Linked DNA regions of Sus scrofa: region 1 is linked to region 2. A link is a contact called in public HiChIP or PLAC-seq data. All regions are on one chromosome and are shown on one strand. The core of a region is the stretch at or near the end of the contact, and the rest is flanking DNA. Distances in the headings are between cores, read along the strand shown.

What was found. HiChIP or PLAC-seq counts read pairs in DNA pulled down with a chosen protein or histone mark.
Region 1: an H3K27ac HiChIP or PLAC-seq map of alveolar macrophages shows a contact between it and region 2. The contact joins two enhancer-like sites. A contact is called at or near these places in 2 of 5 promoter capture datasets (both in liver), 15 of 47 Hi-C or Micro-C datasets (adipocytes, alveolar macrophages, brain and 10 more) and 2 of 2 datasets of contacts at active chromatin or transcription factors (alveolar macrophages and skeletal muscle).

Annotation. Positions count from the first base shown.
Region 1 is chr3:16,509,831-16,512,530 of Sscrofa11.1, forward strand. It overlaps a transcript of TPST1 not described here. Among named protein-coding and RNA genes, the nearest start is that of TPST1, 23 kb to the left of the region's middle. Within about 2 kb of position 1,336, at least 3 of the 83 cell types and tissues checked have an H3K27ac peak or open chromatin away from gene starts, as enhancers often do. A contact at or near this core is called in alveolar macrophages, where this site is marked.
Region 2 is chr3:16,414,286-16,416,985 of Sscrofa11.1, forward strand. All of the region lies in intron 2 of TPST1 (tyrosylprotein sulfotransferase 1), which reads right to left. Among named protein-coding and RNA genes, the nearest start is that of KCTD7, 22 kb to the left of the region's middle. Within about 2 kb of position 1,331, at least 3 of the 83 cell types and tissues checked have an H3K27ac peak or open chromatin away from gene starts, as enhancers often do. A contact at or near this core is called in alveolar macrophages, where this site is marked.

The sequences.
Region 1 (2,700 bases), core at 86-2,585, 96 kb after region 2:
AGGGACCGAACCCGCAACCCCATGGTTCCTAGTTGGATTCGTTAACCACTCACTGCGCCACAACGGGAACTCCCTACAACGTGATATTAATTTTAGGTGTACAACGCAGTGATTTAATATTTTTATACATTACAAAATGAAGACAAAAAGACAAAAGGACAAAAAAAAAAAAAAAGGGAGTTCCCGTCGTGGCGCAGTGGTTAACGAGTCCGACTAGGAACCATGAGGTTGCGGGTTCGGTCCCTGCCCTTGCTCAGTGGGTTAACGATCCGGCGTTGCCGTGAGCTGTGGTGTAGGTTGCAGACGCGGCTCGGATCCCGCGTTGCTGTGGCTCTGGCGTAGGCCGGTGGCTACAGCTCCGATTCAACCCCTAGCCTGGGAACCTCCATATGCCTCGGGAGCAGCCCAAGAAATAGCAACAACAACAACAACAAAAAAGACAAAAAGACAAAAGGACAAAATGATCACTACCATAAGTTATCAGCTATCACCATACAAAGTTATTAAAATACTATTATTTCCTATGCTGTACATTATACCTACATGATTGATTTTATAACTGGAAGTTTGTAACTCCTCATCTCCCCCTACAAAATAAAAGACCTAAATAGGATCCAGGATCTCCTAACAAAGCATCAAAAATGTGCAGGATACAATCAAAAGTCATTCACCATACCAAGAACCAGGAAAATCACAACTTGAATAAATAAAGACGATTAACACCAAGATGAATCAGATGTTGGAATTATCTGACAAGAATTTTAAAGCAGCCATCATGCTTTAATGAGCAGTAAGATATACTCCTGAAACAAATGACAAAATAGCAAACCTTACCAAAGAAAAAGAAGATACAGGAAAAAAAAGATAGAAGTTAGAGAACTGAAAAATACAATAGAAAAACAAAAGCTCACTGGATGGGCTCAACAGCAGAATGACAGAAATTGAAGAAACACTGTAAATCAACCATAATTTTAAAAAAGGAAAATAAAAAGAATATGACAGAATTCATATTCTTCCTATTGCAACTTGAATTGCAATAGGAATTGCCCAACCTGAACAACAGAGAAAAAAATAGTTCAAAAGAAAAAAGGAAGAAGAGGAGGAATGGAGTTCCCGTCGGGGCTCAGCAGTAACCAACCCAACTAACTATCCATAAGGACTTGGGTTTGATCCTTGGCCTTGCTCAGTGGGTTAAGGATCTGGCATTGTCATGAGCTGTGCTGTAGGTCACAGATGCGGCTTGGATCTTGCGTTGCTGTGGCTGTGGTGCAAGTCAGCTGCAGCTCTGATTCGACCCCTAGACTGTGACCCTCCATACACCAAGAGTACAGCCCTAAAAAGCAAAAAAAAAAGGAGAAGGAAGAGAAATGAGAAGAAGAGGAAGAAGGCCTCCTGCCATGGAGGACAATAACAAAGGACCTGCCTTTTTGTTTGGTATTTTTTTTGTTTTGTTTTCTTTTTTTTGTCTTTTTGCCTTCTCTAGGGCTGCTCCCTCGGCATATGGAGGTTCCCAGGCTAGGGGTCTAATCAGAGCTATAGCCGCTGGCCTACACCATAGCCACAGCGACGCCAGATCCAAGCTGCATCTACAACCTACACCATAGCTCACAGCAACGCCGGATCCTTAACCCACTGAGCAAGGCCAGGGATCGAACCCACAACCTCATGGTTCCTAGTCAGATTGGTTAACCACTGAGCCACAATGGGAACTCCCGGTTTTCTCTTTTTTTAAGGCCGCAGCTACAACATATGGTAGTTCCTGGGCCAGGGGTCAAATCAGAGCTGGAGCTGGGGCCTACCTCACAGTCACAGCCACAATAGATCCTTAAACCACTGATCAAGGCTAGAGATCAAACCCATATCCTCACAGAGATGTCAGGTCCTTAACCCAATGGACCACAATGGGAACTCCAAAAGATCTACCATTTGTATCATCAGTCACAGAAAGAAAGAGTGGGGCTAAAAAATTACTCTAAGAAATAGCTGAAAACATCCCAAATTTGGCAAATGACATTAACCTATGTTTTAGGAAGCAAGAGAAGGATACACCCAAAGAAATTCATGCTGAGGCACCATAATTAAACTGAAAACTGAAAGCAAAGAAGAAGCCTTTAATGCAGCAAGAGAGAAAGGATACATTTGCTATAGGGGAGCATGAACCCAATAACAGAAGATTTCTCATCTGAAATCATATTTTTCAAATGCTGAAAGTAAAGACCAGTCACCCACAAATTCTACTAAGAGCTGACAAAATCCTAAGAAAACTAAAAAAACAAACAAAAAAACCAAACAGGAATTCCCACTGTGGTACAACAGGATCAGCAGCGTCTCTGTAGCATTAGGACACAGATTCGATCCCTGGCCCAGCACAGTGGGCTAAAGGATCTGGTGTTGCCACAGCTCTGGTGTAGATCACAACTACCACTCGGATCCCTGGCCCAGGAATCCATATGTGGCAGGGCAGCCCGCCGCCATCCCCAAAAATAAAAGAAGAAAGAAAAGAAAGAAAGAAGGAGAGGGAGGGAGAGAGAAAAAAGCAAATAACTCTACATTTTATGTCTTAGTTCTGAGGAATTATAAAACATGACATCAATATATGAGCAACTACAAGTTTTTCCTATTACAAAATTTTCCCCTCGCCCTCACCAATATAATTCACAAAGGTAGATAACTTTATTGCATATTCCCTACTTCCTTTAC
Region 2 (2,700 bases), core at 81-2,580:
TATAATGATATACCATACTGTAATTTAAAAAGTGAACTACTACTATACCAACAACAAAGGTGAATCCCAACACACAATGACATGGGGGGAAAGCAAGATCTCCAATAGTAATGTATAACATGTCTCCATTTAAAGATTACAAAGCTCAAAAATAGGCAAAACAACTCCACGATGTTAGAAATCAGGACACTGTTCATTCTGGGGAGGAAGGGGTGGCAGTGATTGGGAAAGGGGATGAGAGAAGCTTCCAGGATGCTGGTAATTTTCTGTCTTGATATGGGTGTCAAAGGTGTGTTCATTTGTAATTATTTATTGAGCTATGATTTGTATGCTTTTCTGTATGTATGTTATACTTCAATAACAAAATTGAACAAATGAAGCCAGTAGCTTAAGAATTTTCTGGGCTTACTCTCTCTTGCTCTCACTCTCTCTTTCACTCACACACACACACTTTAAGTACAAAGATGTTTGTTTCAACGCTGTCTACAACAGTAAAAAAAAAGCTGGGAATATTCGTGTCAATCAAGAGCGAAGAAAGCCTCCATCAGTAACAGTTTGATAACTGCTGGGCTCAGAAACTGCGTTAAGGAAGTTCCCATTGCGGCTCAGGGGTAACTAGTATCCATGAGGGTTCAATCCCCGGCCTCGTTCCGTGGGTTAAGGGCCTGGTGTTGCCATGAGCTGTGGTGTAGGTGGCAGACGTGGCTCGGATCCCAAGTTGCTGTGGCTGTGGTGTAGGCTGGCAGCTGCAGCTCTGATTTGACCCCTAGCCTGGGAACTTCCATGTGCCAAGGGTGTGACCCTAAAAAAGGCGGAAAAAAAGGAACTGCAGTAAGAAACTATGGATTGTTATTGGGAAGAGAGTCACTGGGTAGCCCCTCAGAGCCCAAAGAAATGTTCTACCTTGTGAACACTAAACCTACAAACCTAAAAGAGTTTTACTTGGTTATAAGATGACTGATCCACTTCTAAAGATAGCAATATTCCTTCTGAGATTCAGAGAATGAATGTCCTTTTTTCCTGTTTCTTTCTCTGCCATTTCTTTTAACCTGGTCTATTTTCTGGGGTCTGTGCTAAGACTGTAGCCTGAATTAAAGCAGAGATAGCAGACTTGAGGATAGGATAGTTCTTTAGAGATGCATCACACTGGAAGCTGAAGTGGGTGCAGGGTAACAACAATGCAGCTGCTAAGAGTGTCTCCAAAGCTGCCACCATCTCCTTCCTACCCTCAAATAGTCCCAGGTCACTGTAGGGCTGGCCTTGCTGTCCCCTGAAGAAACTGCATGTAAGACTCCTGTTTGTTTTACCACCACCACAGTCTAGAAATCATTCCAGCTTCCCCAATTTCTACTGAAATATAATTGACATGTAACGTTGTATTATGGGTCCGGCTTGGGGACATATGAAGTGTCTGGATACCATGTTAACCCTCACTTCTTGTCTGTACTATCTGTGAAGCCAGAAGACACTTTATCCCAAGCAAGGGCTCAGGCCAGTGGAACATCTTTTTTTCTTTTTAACCTGATTCTCAACTGTCTTCTTCCTTCCTCTATTCTGAGAGCTGAGTCCCAATCCCCACCCTTCAAGCCCCTGGGGCATAAGATGCTCAGGCCTCGGGTCCTGGGCCCTGGCTATTCCACTGAACCAGCACGAGTTTGTTTGCCCCAGTACCTCTTCCCTTGTTGGTGGGTTTGGTCCCCGAGCAGTTTTTCTTACATTCCTCACTTCCTCTCAGAAACTGCACCTCCTCTCTCTTAGCTAGCCTCTTCTGCTGGAATTCAAGCAGAAGGTTCAACGTAAGCCCAGGGGGTCACACAGTCACTTAGTGGCAGAGTGAGGCTCAGGCTCTCTCGTTATACCATGCTCTTTGCACTTCATTACTGTTAGCAAATCTTATGGCTAAATTTTCCGATCTCTTTTTGGCTTGTTGTAAATACCAACAAGGCATAAAGAAACTCTAAGTGGGAAGATTAACTATTTTAAGTGTCTTTGAGGTATTGACAGTTCCAGAAAGGTAAGGCTTATATGAAGGGGGAAAAAAAACCTTAAATGTGTAATGTCACAAATTTAATAAAAAAACAAAAAGGGGTCAGGATAAGACATGAGACAAAAGGCACATTCAAAAAATAAGTGGGAAGCTGTTTCCTTTCATTATCCTTTAGGGAACAAATGCTTCAAAAGTTAGAAACTATGGTACTGACAAAAATTCTACTGACAAAACAATTTCTACTTAGTGCAGGAAACCAAGGATGGCCTCACTTATAAAAACAGCAAACTTAGGAATGGAATTTCCTCTGGTTAAAGGAACAGTATTTCTGGACATACTAGTCTCTGGTTCTAATGAACTGAGGATTTTGCTTGACAGAAATGGGCGAGATATTCACAAACGTCCTATGGAACCCTCCCAACTCAAGCACTGAAGGAACAAGAAGGAAACAAAAGTAGGCTTCTGATTTGGAGGGTGCACTGGAAATCAAAACCATAAGAGCAGCCGCTGTACGTAATCATTTTCTATGCCTCAGGTTAGTGCTGAGTACGGGTTTCATATGCGTACTTATGAAGTCCCACCATCCCCTGAGGAAGGTCTTCTCTTTTTACAGATGAAGCAACTGAGGCACAGAGAAATTAAGTAATCCACCCAGTGCAGTGAGATGGGAAGCTACCAATTTGTACTTCCCATAATTTTAGCTGTACCGTGAT